Linked DNA regions of Mus musculus: regions 2 and 3 are each linked to region 1. Evidence: chromatin contacts called from public Hi-C and HiChIP or PLAC-seq data. All regions are on one chromosome and are shown on one strand. The core of a region is the stretch at or near the end of the contact, and the rest is flanking DNA. Distances in the headings are between cores, read along the strand shown.

Region 1 (3,074 bases), core at 247-2,746:
CAAGCCAAATCTCCAGTTCTTGGAAGACTCATTCACCAAGAGACTCAGCAGGAGGGGTGGAAGGAACAATAAGCACTGACCCTTGCAGGAGGGAAGGGTTTAAATTCACACCTGAGATATTTCCAAAGCAGGTTTTTTTTCAGCTACTGAGAAGTGCCTTCTAAGATGTAGACATTGCACGCTCCTTTTTAATACCAAAAAAAAAAAAAAAAAAAGCCTTTTGGAAGCAAATTATAATAGCTTCCTGCTTCTGACTTGACACAGCAGCAAGGCTCTTCCCACCAAATAAGGGCGAAACTGCCCTTGAAGCCCTTGTCTATCCAGAACAGCATGTTTTAACGTTAAGCCTGAGGATTTTCCAGTCTTGAGGCAAATGCCTGTTCCATTGATGACTATAAGTAAGGGTCTGGTCTTCTGGCAGTGCCTGGCTATCATTTCTGTAATGGCTAACTGTACACCATTGGCTAAAGGAAAGGGAAAACAGTGGCTTGTGACATCTTGGAACACAGAACACCCATTGAGACTAATATGTCTGAAAATGTCGTGGAAAGGATGTGCAGGATCTCAGAAGACCTGACACACCGTTATCTTGCTGTTTGTGAGGCGGCACGTCTACGAAGGAGAACAAAGCAGACACCAAACACCGCATGTGTGAAGGGTAAGGACCAGCTTCGTTCTTCTGTCTGCTCATGGGAAGTAACCAGGTACTATTTCTTTGAGTGTTACCCCAGAGGAATTTAGCTTCCTCTCGTTCTCAAATGCTTTTCTATCTCCAGACAGGGTCTTTCTCTGGATAGTAAGCTGGCCCCCTACTCACCATGAGGCCCAAGCTTTCCTGAAGAGTCTTGGTCCCCCTGCCTCAGTCTCTCTAATGCTGGGATTGCAGATGTGACCCTCCACATCACCTTCTGGTGTCTAATTTTTATCCTTGGTTAGTGCAGTGTCTCCCTTAGCCAAGTTGTGGCCTTACACAGAAGTTTACCCTCAGACCAGACCAAGCCTAAAGGAAGCAGAAGCTGACTCCCCGTGGAGCCTTGCCTGGTTTTTCAGTGGCACATCCTGCTGATTTCTGGTCACACTGACAGAGCTTGTTTCTCTTTAATCATTATCCCCGGCTGCCCACGCTGTCATTTAAAAACAATAAATGCTGATTATGAAAATAATAATTACCATTTGGAAAACGGAGCATGCTGTCCTCTCTACCATTACAGTTTACAAATGTGCTGTCAGATTTGCCCCTTCCCCCGCAGGATGTGAGGAAGCCAACCTTGATCCCCCACCCACTTCAGGCACCGCTGGACAGGGAGAAGGTTTCAGTCTGAGGCAGTTGGAAGTTCACATGCACATGGAGACAGCTGCCAACCCTCATTCTCATACAAGGAAGGAAACAGGCAGGAAATGAGAAAGAGGCAGTAGTGAGCTTTTATATTTATAGGGGAAACAGCACCAGACTGGGGGCTGAGCCTCAGTGTGAGTCCCAGCTTTGTTGGTATTGAGCTGTTCTCCAAAGAGATCCTCTCACTGTTGGTTTCGCTTTCCCTTCTTTCTCATAGTTTTGAAATAGGACAATTGATTTCATTTCTCTCATTTCTATAAATTGCTCCATCTCTAAAGCTGGGATAAGTGTTGATTGCATTAATCTCCTTTCTCATCTGCCACGGCCCTTCCTGTTTCCGCTCAGCACACTGCTCTCCCCTGTTCTCATTACCCAGATCTCTCGCTCTTCCATTTGGCAGGAAGTAACGTTCATGGATTGAGCAAATTCCCCCACTTCTCATATCTGTGCTGTTCTTTTCCCAGCCTTTTGTCCCAAATCCACCCCTGCTCTGTGGCTGTCACTGATAAGTGAATGAAAGTGCCTTTATTGGGAACCTACAATGAAAACTCTTCAGTTTTGCTTTAAGAAGATAAACGGGGCTTCAGCATGTCCCCAGGCCTCTGTGAGACAAGGGCTGAGCAGCGTGAACCCTCTTTGCTTCATGCTCATCTCTCTCTATGAGGTGAGCTCTCTGTGGCTGTTGGCCACACTCTGAGGTTTCTTCCTACTTCTTCGGTTCCTTTTGCTAGATTTGCCTTTTTGACCGGTTCACTAACTAGCTATAATTTCCAAGGGCTCTATTCTCTCATTATAAATACATATGTATATGTGGATATGTATTATGTATATGTACATATACACATACAACAGAAATGAGTGCTTCTGGCCACCAAAAGATATGACAGGTTGGGGTCCTGACTTTTTACTTTATTTTTGTAGACCCTATGTACAAGATGTGAGGTGGCTCCCCATTAGGCATTCACTGCTCATAGTAGGAGGTATACAATGCTTTTTGCTCTTGGTCAATACAAGCCTTGGAACTAAACCTTGATTCCAAAGGACCTACTATTCTGACCTCAACTGGGGTTATATTTCCTTTCTTCAGATTCCAATGCTGGCCCACAATCTTCATTCAAGAGTTAGCATGTCCCCAGTTTTAGAGAAGGAATCAGACAAGCATCCCATATACTACCTGATACTCTCAAGTTTCACTATATTCATATTCATCTATTTTGGCAAATGCTTTTGATCAAACACATAACACATATGTAATGGAACATGGTGGAAATAAAATGGGGTTGATAGATAACTGTAGGATTTTGTAGCAAATCTGATTTTGGTGTCATCTTGTGAAAAAAAAACTTTAATATTTCAGTGCTCTGTGGGCTTTAGAATGACAAGAGGGCTTTAGGTGTAGCTCAATGCTAAGAGCAGGCTCAGGGCATATATGCAAGGACCATCCCATCTGAGCTAAGAACAGGCTCAGGGGTACATGCAAAGACCCTCCCATTTGATCTGTGGAAATGTGGACACTAAAATAGAAATAAAAAGAATTGCATAGAGGAGCTGAATATGGTGGTATATACTTGTACGTCCAGTGCTCTGGAGACTGAAGCCAGAGGATCATAGTTTGAGGACTTCGAAGCCTGGGCTTCGAAGCAAGACTACCACTACCACCACCACCACCACCACCAATAAAACAAAAAACAACAAGCAGCCAAAAATTTTTACAGAGATGGTTTTGAAAATGTAGAAA
Region 2 (3,317 bases), core at 72-2,571, 72 kb after region 1:
TGTAAAGACTGTGGGACTTTTAAAGTTATTTAGATCTTGGAGATGAATAAAAAGTAAGGGTTGAGGCTTAATAGTGATGTGTTTGTTAAGTTGACAAGGGATCAGTTGTACTGGCTGGGTTTGTGTGTCAACTTGACACAAGCTGGAGTTATCACAGAGAAAGGAGTCTCCCTTGAGGAAATGCTTCCATGAGATCCAGCTGTAAGGCATTTCCTCAATTAGTGATCAAGGGTGAGGGCCTAGTCCATTGTGGGTGGTGCCATCCCTGGGCTGGTGGTCTTGGGTTCTATAAGAGAGCAGGCTGAGCAAGCCAGGGGAAGCAAGCCAGTAAGGAACATCCCTCTGTGGCCTCTGCATCAGCTCCTGTCTCCAAGTTTCTGCCCTGTGTGAGTTCCTGTCTTGACTTCCTTTGGTGATAAACAGCAGTGTAGAAGTGTAAGCTGAATAAACCCTTTCCTCCCAAACTTGCTTCTTGGTCATGATGTTTTGTACAGGAATAGAAACCCTGAATAAGACCCTTGGCTACTTGGAACCCTGTCTCAAAACAAAACAAAATCAACAGACGCAGAGGCACTAGTGCCTGGACTGTCAGAAGGGAAGCTACAGCTCATTACTACTAAAAAGCACACCATGGGTGGAAAGTTAAGATGCGAAGGAAACCTGAAGCAAATAATGCAAAACTACAGGTAACAGAGCATGTGTGGAAACCCCATGTTTACCTGACATAGCCTCCAACTCTGTACAGCACAGCACCTGAGTGGCTCTAGCCTTGCTCCAGCTCTGTCCTTAGAAGTGTATGTACTCTTTCTTAGTAAGTTATCTCTTTCTCTGCTAAATTCTTCTTTTGGGGACCCAAGAACCTGGATCCTTTCTGGAAATGTCCACAGAACCACCCATATCAGCCAATATCGATAGGAAATCTGTAGTTTCCCGGAATTTGAGAAGAGCCTCTAGGAGAGAAAGCCAGGAGGGAGTTAACTAGCTCCGTGAACCACTCGGTCATCCCCGGGCCACCAGGGTTCTCTTTTGGGGCAGTCTAGAAGCTAGCATGGCCAGTGTCGTGAAGCTAGAAAGGCTGGCATCGATTGCTTCTGGTTTCATGGCACCATTCTGACTTATAGTCAGGTGGTTCCTCTTGTTTTTCTTTTCCAGACATTGGAAATGAGACTGTGTGTGAAGACTCAGAGGAAGAGTGAGCCGCAGCAGAATCAGCAATGTTGGCCTCCTTGGAACACCTCCAGACGGTAGGAGGGGCTTCTGTAGTCCACCCTAGAATCTGCTGGTTGGTGGTTTTAAGCTTTCCTTGTGCGAGGGGCGGGGTGCTGGTGGTGAACTGCAGGTTTGCTTAGGGGGTGGTGGGAGGGCTGGAAGGGAGGCGACACAAAGCTACTTTGCTGGATGAAGAATGCTAAAAATGTGTGTGAGGAAGCAGAGCCAAGGGAGGTGGAAGTGAGCCCAAGATTGTAACAAAAAGCCCTGAGGATCCCAAGAGGGCAGGCGGGGTGGGGGCGGGGCCAGGTACGGCTGTCCTCACATGCCAGCTGGGTCTCCCGGTTTACACTTCTGGTCACACTGTTGCAGCTGAATTTCTCCTATGGGCTGTGAGCAGAGCAGGGAAGGGCAGATCTGTCCCTCGTGGCATTCACAAAAGCCAGTTCCTCTCACAGGTTTAATAATTTAGGCTTCTGAGACTACTGGGCCCAGAGCCTTTCTCCTGCAGAGAACTACGCTTTGTTTCTAGGCCTCCTCACACCTGAGCTCAACTGTGCTGCTAATGACAACCCTCCTTGCCTCTACCCGATTGACTGACCTTCACCTGGGGTGGGTATGGATCCTGTGCCCACAGTTCTGGTTCTCGGCAGCCATCTCCCACCCCAGGCACAGTTCAACTATGTGATGTTCTCATATTGCCCCCCCCCCCCGCCACCCCCACTGTCCTTCACGACCTCACAGACACCTGAATCTTCCACCTTCTGCTCCACTGTCTTCAGACCTGAACTACTTGCTTACAAGCGGGCAGGCAGCATAGCCGAGGGCAGGACTTCAGCCATGGCCTTTGCTTGAGCACCCAGACTGTATTCTGCAACTGCACTGAAAGCCACAGAGATGATGGTGGGTCAAGGCAGAGAGACAGCTTTCCTTCTGAGTGTAATCAAGGCATTTCTGTCTCAGGTTTAACAGGAAGAGACCCATGGGAGGCTCCTCAAAGCTAGTGAGTGGTAAGTTATTTCTCTCCTGTTGAAATGTGTCAATTCAAACCAGATAAGAATATATTAAAGGCAGGTCTGTTGGCAATCTGCTCTCTGTCGAGTTGACTGGACCCAAAGATGGAGGCCACGGAAGTCACCATGGAGGAAGAAGAAAAGGCTGGCTCTCACTGAGAGTTGGGGGCAGGGTATGCTAGGTAGGGACTCAGGGATGCTGAGTGAACCTGAAGGCCAGGTCTGTTTTGATATGTAAAACATGTACCTCAGTCCCTTGTTCCGGGGTCTGAAACCAGTGACATCTGTTGCTGACCTGACTTCTGGATTTCCCATGATGCACCATATTGGGATAGGTAAAGGTTTGAACATTAGAGAAGCCACTGTGCTTTGATGTCTACAGGGAGAGGTGAGGCTGCGGAGGGAAGCAGCTTCAGCCACAGAAGCAACCGGCTGACCAGGGGCTGGTGTTATAGATGTTAGGTATGTATTTTACATACCAAAGCAGACCTGGCCTCCAGGTTCTCCCAGCATCCCTCAGTCCCTACCTGGCATATCCTGCCCCCAACCCTGAACTCTCCAGCCCAGGGCTGGGCTGCCCTTCCCTCAGAGGCTTCTCCTTATAGAATGCAGGCATTTTGCTTCTCTCTCCCTCTGCCTTTCTCCCTGTCTGCCTCCGTCCTCTCTCTTCCTCTTTCCCTCTCTCTCCCTCTCTCCCTCTCTTTCCCTCTCTCCCTTCCTCCCTCTGCCCCCCCCCCCCCGCCCTGCTCTCCCCTTTCTCTCTCCTCTTCCTCTCCACACACAGGGGCCTTTTCTCTCTTTTTCGCCCCCTACCCCACTCCCCATGGCAACTCCCCTAGCTTTAATCCTTGGGGATGGTGAACTCATCCAAGAGCAGCTTCTAAATAAACATGCCTTTAATATCACCATCTGGAGAAATAGCCTATCAACAGAAACATTGAAGGCCCAATTAAATGGAAAGCTCTTGCCTCCTAGTAGAAAGAATGGAATTATCTGGGTGGAGACTGAGGTAGTACAGTCAGGCAGGCCAGCCACATGGGTCCCTTCCCTAGGGAGGAAGGCCTGTGTACCTTGAGTTATGCTGAAGAGGTAGGA
Region 3 (3,171 bases), core at 527-3,026, 100 kb before region 1:
GAAAGTCGTGTTTCCGTGAACATCTGTTACCAAATCTGCACGCTCCCGTTTTATTGTAGAAGGGACAACTGGGTCGATATTTCTCCAGCCTTAAATCCTTGGGTGGTTCCGGGTTCTGCCAAATGCGCTCATTTTCAGCCTGGTCCAGCATTTTCTGCACCGCTTCCTCCCTCTCTCTCTTCTCCTGTAGCTTCTGCTCCTCCTCCTCTCTCTGTTTTTTCTGTTGTTCTTCCCACTCGGCCTTTATTTGTCTCTCCTGTTCTTCCTTCTGTTTTCTAGCGGCCTCTTCCTTTTTCTTCTTTATTCTGAATTCTTCTTGCGCCTTCTCCTCCCTCAGCAGCCACTCTTCATGTAATCTTTGCCGCTCTATCTCCAGTAATCGCTCTGCAAGTTCTTCGTTAGCAGAAACATCATCGTCCTCCTCTGGTGGGGCTTCCAGAGCTCTCAGCCGAGCCATTTTCTGCCGACGTTTCTTGCGTTTCTCCTTCTTCATTGCCGCCTTGTATTGTTTTCGGCTGAGTTTCTCAGGAATCGCGGTCTGCCGTGATGCCATTTTACCGCAGAGCGGGGGGGGGGGGGGGGGGGGGGGGGGGGGGGGGGGGGGCTCTTCCCGGATCTCGCGATAATCTCTTTTTCTCACGCTGTGGATTGAAAATGTCGCCCGCTGCTAAGTTGTTCTGCTGTTTAATGTTCGTTACCTTCCTGGACAGCAACTTCAGGGTGGCACCATTCAGCCCAGTTGACTTTCCTTTCCACCAGCCTAGAAAGCTTGAACCAGCTGAGTCACCGGCGTGTTTGCGCAATGCAGCAACCAGTAGTTGAATGTGCGCATGCGCAGTCGAAGGCCAGTGTTTGCGTTGGAATGTGGGCTGTACCGCCTACCTGCGCAGTCACTCGGTTATCCGCAGTACGTAGGCCTGCCTGCGCAGTTATCCGGTTATCCGTGGTACTGCCAGCCTGCGCAATTACCCGGTTATCCAGTTACCCGTGATAAAGCCTATCCGTGCAGTTACCCGGTTGTCCGGTTATCCGTGGCACAGCCTGCCTGCGCAGTGACCCGATTATCCAGTTATCCCACGCAGTTACCCACTTATCCGTGGTAGGCCTGCGCAGTTACCCAGTTTTCGGAGGTACGGATGGTCTGCGCAGTTACCCGATTATCCAGTTATCCGCAGTACGGCCTGCCTGGGCAGTCACCCGGTTATCCGTTTATCCGCAGTACATAGGCCTGCCCATGCAGTTACCCGGCCGGGCCGGTATGGCCGGCTTGCGCAGTTATCCGTCTATCCAGTTATCCGTGGTATGGCCTGCCTGCGCAGTTACCCAATTATCTGTGGGGCGGCCGCAGTTACCAATTATCCGCGATTATCCGTGGTACAGCCAGCCTGCGCAGTTACCTGGCTATCCGCAGTACGGCCTGCCTGCGCAGTTACCCAGGTATCCGTGGTTATCTGTGGTACGGCCAGCCTATGCAGTTACTGGTTATGCATGGCACAGCTGGCCTGTGCAGTTACCCGGTTATCCGCTTTAAGGCCAGCCTCCGTGGCATGGCCGGCCTGCGCAGTTACCTGGTTATCCGTAGTATGATCAGCCTACGTAGTTACCCGGTTATCCATGGTACAGCTGGAACAGTGGTTATCTGCCTTACCGACCGGCCTGCGCAGTTGCGGGTGGTTATCTGCAGTACGGTCCGCCTGCGCAGTCATCCAGGTATCTGCAGTTATCCGCAGTATGTCTGATCTGCGCAGTTACCCTGTAATCTGCAGTTACGTCTTTACTCCGGGAAAGGCAGGCCTGCGCAGTACGATTTACTGCTTTTTTTGTCTCCGCCCCCTGCAGTGGGAGTGCTCCTGCAGTAAGAATGCTCAGCCCTGAGCCGGGGCAGGCTTGTCTCACTGCAGGGCACCCCTCCATGCCGGTGCTGGCAGCTCACCTTCCCGGGCTTGTTTATGTGGGTGCTGGGAATAGAAATTAAGTTCTTATATTTGTTTGTCAAGGGCTTTACCAGGTAAACCGTTTTTCTGGCTTCAGCTCCTCACTCTTGTGGAAAGTAAGGGGTTTTGGTTTTGTTGTTGTTTTGTTTTTTAAATATTGAATGTGGGCCTGGTGTGGTGTCGCACGCCTTTAATCCCAGCACTCGGGAGGCAAAGGCAGGCGGATTTCTGAGTTCGAGGCCAGCCTGGTCTACAGTGTGAGTTCCAGGACAGCCAGGGCTACACAGAGAAACCCTGTCTCGAAAAACCAAGGGAATAAAAAATTGAATGTGTTTTGTTTTTTGCAAACACATTCCTTTCATTTGTTCTGTAATGTAGTTTTGTGGGGTATTCACCAGAGAAGACTGCTCAGACAAGTGTTTAAGCCAAGAAAAAAATCTTTTATTTTTGTTTGTTTGTTTGTTTGTTTTTTCAGAGACAAGGGTTTTACTGTGTAGCTGTGGCTGTCCTGGAACTTGCTCTGTAGACTAGACTGGCCTTGCATCATGCTATGTTTAGGTATGATCCCCATAGGCTCTTATGCTTGCACAAGCCTATAGGGGCCAGGGAGTAGAATGTGATGGTTTGTATAGGGAGTGGCACTGTTAGAAGCTGTGGCCTTGCTGGAGTAAGTGTGTCATTGGCTTTAAGACCCACATCCTAGATGCCTGGAAGCTAGTCTTCTAGCAGCTTTCAGATGAAGATGTCAGACTCTCAGCTCTTCCTGCACCATGCCTGTGTGCTACCGTGTTCCTGCCTTGATGGTAATGGACTGAACCTCTGAATCTGTAAGCCAGCCCTAGTTAAATGTTGTCCTTTATAAGACTTGCCTTGGTCATGGTGTCTATTCACAGCAGTAAAACCCTAACTAAGAAGAAAGCTCTGCCTGCCTCTGTGTCACAAGAAAGAAGGTAGATACCTGTGTATAGCAAAAGTTATATTTTATGCTGAGGGTCATCATACAAGGTTCACACTTTAAATTTCTAAATATGGTCCTAAGTCTTTATCCCCAAGGTGCTCACCTGTGTGATGTATCTTAGCTGGAGGTCAGGTCCAGTCTTACAGAAGTCTCTGATTTGAGGGTCAGGATCCTGGGGAGACTGTCCAGCCACAGGGTTCATCTAGGAGGTATCACTCCAGATATGCAGAGCAGTCCGCATCATGGGGTTTATACCTGTATCAGGTTCTCTTGAGTGTG

Evidence for each region. Hi-C and Micro-C count contacts between places; a contact is called where the count stands out from the background. HiChIP or PLAC-seq counts read pairs in DNA pulled down with a chosen protein or histone mark.
Region 2: an H3K27ac HiChIP or PLAC-seq map of microglia shows a contact between it and region 1, with 5 times the contacts expected there. The contact joins two enhancer-like sites. A contact is called at or near these places in 6 of 484 Hi-C or Micro-C datasets (B cells, Sertoli cells, embryonic stem cells and 1 more) and 7 of 115 datasets of contacts at active chromatin or transcription factors (bone marrow-derived macrophages, double positive thymocytes, embryonic stem cells and 1 more).
Region 3: a contact with region 1 is called in a Hi-C map of CD8 T cells, with 2.3 times the contacts expected there. The contact joins the promoter of Zrsr1 here to the enhancer-like site in region 1. A contact is called at or near these places in 20 of 39 promoter capture datasets (the 3T3-L1 cell line, 3T3-L1-derived adipocytes, the C10 cell line and 13 more), 2 of 15 datasets of contacts at CTCF or cohesin (large pre-B cells and pro-B cells), 121 of 484 Hi-C or Micro-C datasets (the 3T3-L1 cell line, 3T3-L1-derived adipocytes, the AML12 cell line and 72 more), 18 of 115 datasets of contacts at active chromatin or transcription factors (CD8 T cells, the HPC-7 cell line, the SCID.adh cell line and 12 more) and 6 of 9 other capture datasets (adipose tissue, bone marrow-derived macrophages, embryonic stem cells and 3 more).

What each region holds. Positions count from the first base shown.
Region 1 is chr11:22,870,448-22,873,521 of GRCm38.p6, reverse strand. No RefSeq gene overlaps it. Among named protein-coding and RNA genes, the nearest start is that of Gm24917, 3.1 kb to the right of the region's middle. Within about 2 kb of position 1,496, at least 132 of the 459 cell types and tissues checked have an H3K27ac peak or open chromatin away from gene starts, as enhancers often do. A contact at or near this core is called in 3T3-L1-derived adipocytes, B cells, the BV-2 cell line and 38 more, where this site is marked.
Region 2 is chr11:22,798,280-22,801,596 of GRCm38.p6, reverse strand. No RefSeq gene overlaps it. Among named protein-coding and RNA genes, the nearest start is that of B3gnt2, 60 kb to the left of the region's middle. Within about 2 kb of position 1,321, at least 90 of the 459 cell types and tissues checked have an H3K27ac peak or open chromatin away from gene starts, as enhancers often do. A contact at or near this core is called in microglia, where this site is marked.
Region 3 is chr11:22,970,610-22,973,780 of GRCm38.p6, reverse strand. Zrsr1 (zinc finger (CCCH type), RNA binding motif and serine/arginine rich 1) reads right to left here and starts at 1,776. Exons shown (of 1, transcript NM_011663.3): 1 at 1-1,776. The coding sequence starts at 553. All of the region lies in intron 1 of Commd1 (COMM domain containing 1), which reads left to right.